2 separate regions of the Oncorhynchus mykiss genome follow, and region 1 is linked to region 2. Evidence: chromatin contacts called from public Hi-C data. All regions are on one chromosome and are shown on one strand. The core of a region is the stretch at or near the end of the contact, and the rest is flanking DNA. Distances in the headings are between cores, read along the strand shown. Region 1 holds the start of cebpz (CCAAT/enhancer-binding protein zeta). Region 2 holds the start of arid1b (AT-rich interactive domain-containing protein 1B).

Region 1 (5,442 bases), core at 199-2,698, 240 kb after region 2:
CAAACAGATCACCGACCATTTCGATTCCCACCGTACCTTCTCCGCTATGCAATCTTGTTTCCGAGCTGGTCATGGGTACACCTCAGCCACGCTCAAGGTCCTAATATCATAACCGCCATCGATGAGAGACAATACTGTGCAGCTGTATTCATCAACCTGGCCAAGGCTTTCGACTCTGTCAATCACCACATTCTTATCAGCAGACTCAACAGCCTTGGTTTCTCAAATGACTGCCTCGCCTGGTTCACCAACTACTTCTCTGACAGAGTTGTGTGTCAAATCCTGTTTTCCGGACCTTTGGCAGTCTCTATGGGGGTGCCACAGGGTTCAATCCTCGGGCCAACTCTTTTCTCTGTATACATCAATGATGTCACTCTTGCTGCTGGCGATTCTCTGATCCACCTCTACCCAGACAACACCATTCTGTATACTTCTGGCCCTTCTTTGGACACTGTGTTAAATAACCTCCAGACGAGCGTCAATGCCATACAACTCTCCTTCCGTGGCCTCCAACTGCTCTTAAATGCAAGCAAAACTAAATGCATGCTCTTCAACTGATCGCTGCCCACACCTACCCACCCGTCCAGCATCACTACTCTGGACGGTTCTGACTTAGAATATGTGGACAACTACAAATACCTAGGTGTCTGGTTAGACTGTAAACTCTCCTTCCAGACTCACATCAAGCATCTCCAATCCAAAATTAAACCTAGAATCAGCTTCCTATTTCGCAACAAAGCATCCTTCACTCACGCTGCCAAACATACCCTAGTAAAACTGACTATCCTACCGATCCTTAACTTCGGCAATGTCATTTACAAAATAGCCTCCAACACTCTACTCAGCAAATTGGATGCAGTCTATCACAGTGCCATCCGTTTTGTCACCAAAGCCCCATATACTACCTACCACTGCGACCTGTATGCTCTCGTTGGCGAAGGTCCTGAGCTGGCTCCAGGTCATTTATAAGTCGTTACTGGGTAAAGCCCCACCTTATCTCAGCTTACTGGTCACCATAGCAGCACCCACCCGCAGCACACGCTCCAGTAGGTATATTTCACTGGTTACCCCCAAAGCCAATTCCACCTTTCCTTCCAGTTCTTTGCTGCCAATGACTGGAACAAACTGCAAAAATTACTGAAGCTGGAGACTCATATCTCCCTCACTAGCTTTAAGCACCAGCTGTCAGAGCAGCTCACAGCTCACTGCACCTGTACATAGCCAATCTGTAAATAGCCCATCCAACTACCTCATCACCATATATTGTTATTTATTTTGCTCCTTTGCACCCCAGTACCGCTACTTTTCTGATTGGACAATATTTGGGTTAGTTTGTTTTACATGGCGTGGTGCCCCGGGTGAGTGAGTGAATTGACTTGTGAACTTTGAACTTTAGTTCAAACAGTCCTGTTTGATACATATAAATCAGAAATATAATCCAGAAAATCCTATACACTACTAGTCATGTGGTTTTGGATAACAAAATAAAACACACGAATCTTGTTCTGAAATCAAGCTGGATATGAAGATCACAAATAATTGCTTTCGACGATAGTAAGGCAGTTACTGTACACACTTTCCTTCCAGGTCCTGTCATTTTTCTACATGCTGCTTTCAGCATGGCACCGAAAGGAAAGAACCGTAAGGCATTAGCCAAAACACATTTTGTAAATGTAAAGGACGAGTTTGAAAATGACAACGACGGAGATGAGGAAGAAGAAATCAATGGAGATGGTCCTCAACCGGACGAGGAATTTAATTTGGACGAGGTTTTACGTTTGGGTGGAACCCGAGTAAGTAACGTTAATTGAGGCTAGCACCTCATGCTAACTAGCACATTTATCCTGCTGCTACCACTAAACACGTGCCATTTTCTCCCAAAATATCGAATAAATTGTTTGTTCAACTGTTAATGCTTTCTGTATTTGTTCGACTTTGCTACGCTTTATCTAGCACTGTCAGTAGTTATTGACGATGATGCTAGGTAGCTAACTTAGCTAGCTAGTTGCCTTGAAACCCGACGATTAATTGCATTGAATTCTACGTCGTGCAGAAATGAGTGTTTGGATCTGGAACGTTTCTTCACGACCTCTACAAGCCAGTATGTTGAATAGATAGATATACATTTAAACATACTCTACCGGTTGTTACGGATGTTGGTCTTTTGACGGTAGGAATGCAAGACACTATATCCACAGGAATGTATAATTAAATCACCGTATCAAAGCGCTCATTGTACGTTCAGATTAATATCCCCTGAAGCATTCGCAGAACCATGTAAACATGTGCACAAGTTCGGCACGTATACATGTTTGGCCTGCATGTATTATCATTTTGTGAGCATGCTTCAGGTTATAGAACTCTGAACGTCCGGTTGTGGATTTGATTGTGATTTAGCGTTACCTGTGGATATATTGTATCACAGAGGACCAACTGAACGGACAACTGTTAACTAAGTTAAAATATAATTTTACTCATTCTGGCTTGTTAGAGGTCTGTGAGATTCAAACGCAAATGTCTGCTCGATGTAGAATTCAATACAATTCAACGTCGGGTTTCCAGGCAAGGTACAATATAACTAACGTTAGCTGCTTGCAAGTGGTTGTACTTGGTGATGTTTCCAGGCAAGGTACAATATAACTAACGTTAGCTGCTTGCAAGTGGTTCTACTCGGTAATGTTCAGACAAGTCATGACTGTTCAATCACCTCTTTTTCTCTTGGCTTTTTTCTTGTGCTGGTGTAGGCTGACTTTGCCCTGCTTGACGCCATCATTGATGAGAACGAGCTGATCGACGGTGGAAAGAAAGGAGCCATAGATGACCTGGAACCTGGCGAATTGGAGACATTCATCACCAAGCTGGGCATCCGCTCATACAAAGACCAACAGATTATCCCAGATGAGCCTACAGAGGAAGAGAAGGCAGAGGCGAGCCAAAAGGAGAGCAAAAAGGCTGATGCCAAGAAAGCCAAGTCAGGTGATCAGAAGCCCAAACCAGAGCCTAAAGGCAAGGACCTGCCTGTCACATCTACAGTGGAGACAAAGAATAAGAAAAATAAAGAGACAGCAAAAACCAGCGTCCCAGCCACTGGAAAGAAAGCTAAACTAAATGCCAACGTATTTGAGTTTCAGCTGAGGCAGCTGCTTCTGATCAAACCAGGTGGCAAGTGGTTTGACCTGGAGTACACTGCAGAGGGTACCTCTAACCCACAGGATGAGTCTCAAGTCTCCCAGTACAAGGCCCTGGCTATAAAGCTGTTTGAGGCTGAGACAGGGCTCTACAAGAGCAAGAAGAACATGCAGAAGGGGGCCAACTCAGCCTGGATGAAAAATGTGGTCTCCGCAGGCACGCTGGCTGACAGGATGGCAGCCATGACAGTTCTGATCCAGGATGCCCCGGTACAGAGCATAGAGCATGTGGAGAACCTGGTCTCCATGGTGAAGAAGAAGGGTAGTCGCAGACAGGGGCTGATGGCTCTGGACACTCTCCGAGAGCTCTTCATGTCTGACCTGCTGCCAGTGAACCGCAAGCTCAGGACCTTCGCCCAGCATCCTTTTGACAAGCTGGAGCAGAAGGCGAGCGGGAACAAGGACGCGCGCGACCGCCGCCTCGTCTTGTGGTACTTTGAGCACCTTCTGAAGTACCACGTGGCCGAGTTCGTGGTGGCCCTGGACGAACTCGCCCACGACACGGTGGCAACCACCAAGGCCAAGTCTCTGGCCACTGCCCACGAGCTGCTGCTCAACCGGCCCGAACAGGAGAGGGCCCTTCTCATCCAGGTGGTCAACAAGCTGGGAGACCCTGAGTACAAGACGGCAGCCAAGGCCTCGTACCTGCTGGAGACCCTGCTGCACAAGCACCCCAACATGAAGGCGGTGGTGTGCAGTGAGGTGGAGCGCCTCATGTTCAGGCCCAACATCAACCTGAAGGCCCAGTACTACGCCGTGTGCTTCCTCAACCAGGTGCTGCTGAACCACGACGAGGCCGAGCTGGCCAGCAAACTCATCTCCATCTACTTCTCCTTCTTCCGAGCCTGCATTAAGAAGAAGGATGTGGAGTCCAAGATGCTGAGCGCCCTGCTGTCGGGCGTGAACAGGGCCTATCCCTACGCCAAGGCCGGGGACGAGAAGGTGAAGGAGCAGCTGGACACGCTGTTTAAAGTAGTGCACCTGGCAAAGTTCAACACTGCCGTCCAGGCTCTCATGCTGCTCTTCCAGGTGATGGACTCTCAGCAGATCGTCTCAGACCGCTACTATGTGGCGCTCTACAGGTAAACTGCACTTCTAGACTTGCTGGTGTGATCAAGAAGAATGGCTGTATGTTGTATCAAATCCTGTCCCAAAAAAATGTACATGTGAATTTGTTGGCTGTCTGTTTCTTAATAGTTGTCTAATTTATACTAACTTGATAGTATTTAGTCATGGGACCTAATTTTGCACTTTCTTAGTCAGTGTTATAGTAAACATACCGTTGACTGTACTGAACAAAAATATACACAACAATTTCACTGAGTTACAGTTCATATAAGGAAATTAGTAAATTTAAATAAATTCAGTAGGCCTTAATCTATGGATTCACATGACTCGGCAGGAACGCAGCCATGGGTAGGCCTGGGAGAGCATATGCCCACCCACTTGGGAGCCAGGCACAGCCAATCAGAATACATTTTTCCCCTCAAAGTGGCTTCATTAGAAACAGAAATACTCCTCAGTTTCATCAGCTGTCCGGGTGACTGGTCTCAGATGATCCCGCAGGTGAAGAAGCCAGATGTGGCGATCCTGGGCTGGCGTAGTTACACGTGGTCTGCGGTTGTGAGGCCAGTTGGACGCACTGCCTAATTCTCAAAAACAATGTTTGAGGCGGCTTATGGTAGTGAAATTAACATTCAATTCTCTGGAAGCAGCTCTGGTGGACATTCCTGCTGTCATCATGTCGATTTCATGCTCTACAAGGTGCACCTCTGTAATGATCATGCTGTTTAATCATCTTCTTGATATGACACACCTGTCAGGTAAATAAATTATCTTGGTAAAGGAGAAATGCTCACAGGGATGTAAACATATTTTTGCACAAAATCTGAGCGAAATAAGCTTTTCTGTGCATATGGAACATTTCTGAGATCTTTTATTTGACATTTGAGTCATTTAGGAGACACTTATCCAGAGCGACTTACAGCAGTGAGTGCTTGCATTTTTGTTATTTTTCGTACTGGTCCCCTGTGGGAATCAAACCCACAACCCTGGCGTTGCAAGCGCCATGCTCTACCAACTCAGCTCATGAAACATGGGACCAACCCTTTACATGTTGCGTTTTATATTTTTGTTTAGTATACAATGATCATGATGTTTGATTGATGCATCTATGTTTTCTGGTTTACAGGAAGCTCATGGACCCAGGTCTGACTCTGTGCTCCAGGCAGAGTATGTTCCTCAACCTGCTGTA
Region 2 (6,050 bases), core at 3,317-5,816:
ATGGAGAAATACACATTTGAGAATTTTGACCAACCGATTGGTCGAAAGAACAGATGACTTTCGGTTGAATAAGATCATTCTTTGGTCCGGAACAGCCCTAAATTTTAGACAAAGCCTTTTCAAAACAAAACAAAACTCAGATAACCAGTGCAATTCAGTGCAATTCTGACAAAACTATGATACATATGCCAGCAGTGTAAAAAGTGTTTTGAACACCCAATGTCAGATTTGTCTGACTCCAAAAGGCATGGGGACGAACCCTCTCTAACCCACAATGAAGTGGCCAACGCACTGACGTCCAGGCTTGTCATGAATAGAACCATCCTGCACATTATAGGCATTAAATATCGGCATTTAGCAGAGCATCTTGCTATAGGCCTATATCCACAAACGGCATCTTTGCTGTAAATATACCAAATTGATTTGTCAAAATATACCATAACTAGATCGTTTGATAGCATGGTCAAAGACCAAAGCGAGCATCAAAGCTATTTTGGTGTCGCTCCTCCGTATTTCTTCTGAAGCTCCAAAGTTTGTGTGCTCAAAGCCCGAATGAGAGCGAGCTGCTAGAAAAACAGGGCACGTCCTCTTTAATAAGCCTAATTTAAGATTCAATTACAATACCTCTGAAGATCATTAACTTCCAAATTAGACATTTACTGTAGGCTTGTCAGTGACAGAATCTCAATCTGATGGAGACAGCGGGTATGAGCTGGTAAATACACAAAGAAGCGTCTATCTGAAACCTATTTTTTTTACACTGGTGTGAGGTAGAAATTGTATTAGATTTTTTCCCAGAAAGAAAGCATGCCCACATTACAATAAGACAACGATGCTTTGAAACAGATTTTTAGAGCAGGTTGTCACAGGGCAGGCCTGACCAGTGCACGCACGAGTGTGCACATGCTCCTGCTGAGGTAAATAGCTGGCTGATGGTGGGATCAGGCACATGGCTAATCTGCATGTGTGAAGGTCAGGGCTCAACCACTATGGGAGGTGAGACCACATAATGGGCTCCCTGCCAAAAAGCAGGATCACATCACTAGATAAATGAAGCAAGCAGCCAGTGTTAGAGATTTCATTACACAATGTAAACAGAACACAATCCTGATTCCTACCCCACACCATTACTGAAGGGATTAAGAAATTAGGCAAGAACACAGTAGACATCTCTATTTACATCTACAGTGGAAATACACACATTTGATAGATGGCGAGAACCAATCAGATGCAATATTATGTAAACTAGGCAGTAGCTGTCAAATGTCACTCCAATTCTCAAAACTTCCAAAGTGCCCTCAGAAGTGCAAGCTGTATACTAGCCAAATATTGGACTACAGGAGCCTAACGTTACTCCTTAGTCCAAGGACCTTACATGTTCTGTTTAAAGTGAGAATTGGCGCTGGAAGCCAAAACAGCGAAATACTCTTAAGTTAAAATGTGAATCGAGTCTTAATTGCGGTATTGTTCTAGAAACATAAATCCCTCTACTTTCACAATCATTTCATAAATGCAAAATACACATACTATACACCGTTTTAACAGATTTGCAGCCGACAGTATTGTCCACTGACAACACGTTTGTGGTGTATGTATGCCATTTACACACAGGTGTTCGGGGACTCAGAGACAGCCAATTAGCACATTACGTTTCCTGTAAACAAGCGCTATAACATGGAAATATGAACGTGTGAACCTTAACCCTAAAAATGTGTGTATCAATTTAATGTATTATTCTTTGTCAACATATGAAAGGTCCTTATGCTACCAAAACCGTACCCACAGGCGATGCGTGTCAATGTCCAGACCAAGCGTCACAGCTCTTAATACAGAAGACGCCTTCCTCCAATGACTTTCGTAATGGAACTGAAAGTCATGATCAAGAGCTAGCTGGACACCAGCTATTGAAATCTCTCTAACCAATTGATTGCAACATGGGAACATAGATTAGCTACTAGCATAATATATTCCTTAAAGGCGTTGGCAACTCTTTATGCACAATATGGGCCACGGAGCATATCTAGCTAGCCAACGCGAGGCCCTCAAACTAGTGTTACAATGCTAAATGTTATCAGGCTATGCTATAGCTAGCATATAACAATTTAGAGTGTATCATAAATAGTTCGCTGGATATCAACAAACGAATGCTAGCGTTAGCTAGTAAGAATTGTGCTTGTTCAACATACGTTGATATGCTTTTTGAGATTTGAAATGGATACTTCAATAGCTCAGCAGTTGCACACATTCTGACCTGACTACTAGCTAGATAGAGCCAGCCTTGCGAGATAGCAAGTCCATGCTAGTTAAAATGGTCCATTAGATGGAAGGGTCGACGATATTATTTGTAAGTCCACAAGTTAAATTGCAAATATTGTTTTTAAATTAAATCAGCACGCGAATGTATAAGTTTACTTGGAACTATGTATAGCTAGCTAGTGGTTGTAAAATGTTGGAGCATAGACTATAGAAACTAGGACGCAAACTAACTGAAACGGATCACTTTGTTGTCCCCAACCGGAAGCCACATTTAATGCCAACTTCAAGCAGCCATAAACATAAGTTTGCTAACTGCCCATATGGCTGCTGAATTCATAAAATGACAACGTGGATGTTATCTCCGCCTGCATGTGTATATATTATACAGTAGAATGGTAGGTACTGTAATGTAGCTACACAAATATACAGCCAGACTCAGAGAAGATCTCTCATCCTAGCCGCACTGACTGACATATTGGCATAACGTTCGCTAACTTGTCTCTCTGACCATAGCTACATTAATTTAGCTAGGGTAACGTTAGTTAACTACAAAACCGCATGGAAAGCTTAGTTAGTTTGGCAAATTAGTAAAAAAAAGTGACATATGAATGTATCCTTTACCTGTGATCTGCCGCTTCCTTGTCCGTTGTTTCCAGGGCTCATGGCAGGGTGATTTCTTTGTTGTCCTCCCCAAACATGTGTAACTGAACCGTATTGTGGGTTTATGTCTTTGGTCAGCCCCATGCTTGATTGTTGTTGTTGAGCAGAGGGATTAGTGTAATCTTGATAGCCACCGCCATAGCCCCGCATCATAGGACTCGGGGATGTCAGTAGCTGGTTTAGAGTTGGGGTAGCCCCCGAAGGATGTTGCTGAGTTTGCCCTGGAAATCTCTGAAACCCTCCAACATTAGCACCACCAGAAGAGGCAGCGGCCATGGCAGCTTTGCTATGATTAGCAGCAGCCGTGTTGCTGCCTAGGCCCATCATGTTGTTCCCCTGCCGAGAGGGACTCATCATCCCATATCCACTATTACCGTAGCCAGGTCGGTAAGTCGGGTAGTGGTTGTACGGGTTGTTGTGGTACCCTTCGTGGGAGTTTTGTTGAACTTGATCCATATTCTGTTGTACCGAATGCATTATCCCAGACCCAGGGCTTTGTTGTCCGCCATGTTGATCAAAGCAAGGCCCACCTTTACCATTTCCATAATAACTATTAAACTCCGAAACCGAGCTGGTACCACTTTGGGCCGGGTTGATGTTGTTATTTGTTGGTCCCGAACTGGCATGCTCGTACCTGCTGTCCAACCGGTCTTCCGTTTTGCTCGGTTGGTCGTCCTCATTTTTATTCAGCATTTCCTGTTGCTGATGGCGTTCGACTGTATTCCCTAAAACAACATTCCCTTTTCCTCCATGTTGGCGGTTTCCACTTTCCCCATGTTGGCGGTTTCCACTTTCCCCATGTTGGCGGTTTCCACTTTCTCCATGTAGCGACTGCTGGTTGTTGTTCTGAATTTGGCGTTGTTGGTGCTGAAGGAATTGGTTGAATGGCTGTTGCTGAGGAGGTGTGTGGTGGAGAGATGGAGTATCTTCACCACCAACATTTTTCACTTTATGATTAACAAACATTCCCGTCTCCATGCTAGAATTTGAAGTCGAAAAAGACGCAGATCTAGAATCTCTACTTTCCTTCTCACGTGGATTCGAATCGTTGTTTGCAGAAGAAGCTCGAGCTCTACTGGTCGGGTTCAGTTCATGGCGTTCTACATTATTCATAGCATGAACGCTAGTCCCATTTCCTACCCCGAGCACAGCTCCACCAACTACTCCAGACTTGCCAGATTTCAAATCTTGACTCAAGCTACTAGCTAAATTCGACCTTTTCTTACCATTTGATGTTGGGGCTGTTGCCACTTGTGCGGCCATGATCAAGTCCACATCTCAGGCATAAAGTCCAGTCGAGCTAGCAAGCTAACTGGCTAATGAAAAAAAAGAGAGGAAGAAAAGCAGAACACAAAAGAAGCCAGACAGCTAACGTTAGCTAACAAGAAAACGACGTTAGCGTAAAATGAAAAAGCGCAAGAGTATCGAATATCCGCATAAATACCGTCTGTTAGAGCAAGCTCATGTTATACGTTTTCAGACAGACATGAAACTTTTTTCCTTCCATGTCTAACCCGGATACAGGCAAATGCCTTTTCTCTCCGAAGCCCCTAGCCCAGCATGGCATCAGCGAAAACAGCGAGCGTTGAGAATCAAGGGCTCTAGCCAACGATGGTGGATAAATGAAGATGTCTACTCAAGCAGTTTACCGTTTGAAAAAATGGTCAAGCTTCCTGTCTGTGTAAGTGGGTGTTCCTTCTCTCGCGTGAGCATGCTTTCCCACGTGAGACCAATGGTGGAGTTCGGTTTGCATGGCCAGGTGTCACGGGTGGGTGGAGATGTCTTGTAATGACATGGGTGAAAGTAAGGCAAAATACATATCAGGGTAAGCTATACTGGTAAAACATCAAATCAAATCCAACTTTGTCACATGTGTAGACCTTACTGTGAAATGCTTACTTACATACAAGCCCTTAATCAACAGTGCAGTTCAAGAAGAGTTAAGAAAATATTTACCAAATAAATGAAAGTAAAAAGTAACACAATAAAATAAGGGGGCTATGTACAGGGGGTACCGGTACTGAGTCAGTGTGCGGGGGTACAGGTTAGTTGAGTTCATTTGTCCATGTAGGTAGGGGTGAAATGACTATGCATTGATATTAAATAGCGAGTGGCAGCAGTGTACAAAACAAATGGAAGGGGGGTCAATGTAAATCCTCCGGTGGCCATTTGATTAATTGCTCAGCAGTCTTATGGCTTTGGGGTAGAAGCTGTTAAGGAGCCTTTTGGTCATAGACCTGGTACTCCGGTACCGCTTGCTGTGCGGTAGCAGAGAAAACAGTCTATGACTTGGGTGACTGGAGTCTCTGACAATTTTATGGTCTTTCCTCTGACACCACCTATTATATACAGTGCCTTGCGAAAGTATTCGGCCCCCTTGAACTTTGCGACCTTTTGCCACATTTCAGGCTTCAAACATAAAGATATAAAACTGTATTTTTTTGTGAAGAATCAACAACAAGTGGGACACAATCATGAAGTGGAACGACATTTATTGGATATTTCAAACTTTTTTAACAAATCAAAAACTGAAAAATTGGGCGTGCAAAATTATTCAGCCCCTTTACTTTCAGTGCAGCAAACTCTCTCCAGGAGTTCAGTGAGGATCTCTGAATGATCCAATGTTGACCTAAATGACTAATGATGATAAATACAATCCACCTGTGTGTAATCAAGTCTCCGTATAAATGCACCTGTACTGTGATAGTCTCAGAGGTCCGTTAAAAGCGCAGAGAGCATCATGAAGAACAAGGAACACACCAGGCAGGTCCGAGATACTGTTGTGAAGAAGTTTAAAGCCGGATTTGGATACAAAAAGATTTCCCAAGCTTTAAACATCCCAAGGAGCACTGTTCAAGCGATAATATTGAAATGGAAGGAGTATCAGACCACTGCAAATCTACCAAGACCTGGCCGTCCCTCTAAACTTTCAGCTCATACAAGGAGAAGACTGATCAGAGATGCAGCCAAGAGGCCCATGATCACTCTGGATGAACTGCAGAGATCTACAGCTGAGGTGGGAGACTCTGTCCATAGGACAACAATCAGTCGTATATTGCACAAATCTGGCCTTTATGGAAGAGTGGCAAGAAGAAAGCCATTTCTTAAAGATATCCATAAAAAGTGGTGTTTAA

The links. A called contact is a pair of places that touch in the nucleus more often than the background predicts.
Region 1: a Hi-C map of liver shows a contact between it and region 2, with 3 times the contacts expected there. The contact joins the promoter of cebpz here to the promoter of arid1b in region 2. A contact is called at or near these places in 2 of 3 Hi-C or Micro-C datasets (blood and liver).

What each region holds. Positions count from the first base shown.
Region 1 is chr4:11,232,280-11,237,721 of USDA_OmykA_1.1, forward strand. cebpz (CCAAT/enhancer-binding protein zeta) reads left to right here and starts at 1,449. Exons shown (of 17, transcript XM_021600159.2): 1 at 1,449-1,793; 2 at 2,745-4,270; 3 at 5,380-5,442. The coding sequence starts at 1,620.
Region 2 is chr4:10,991,591-10,997,640 of USDA_OmykA_1.1, forward strand. arid1b (AT-rich interactive domain-containing protein 1B) reads right to left here and starts at 4,567. Exons shown (of 22, transcript XM_036975622.1): 1 at 4,143-4,567. The coding sequence starts at 4,145.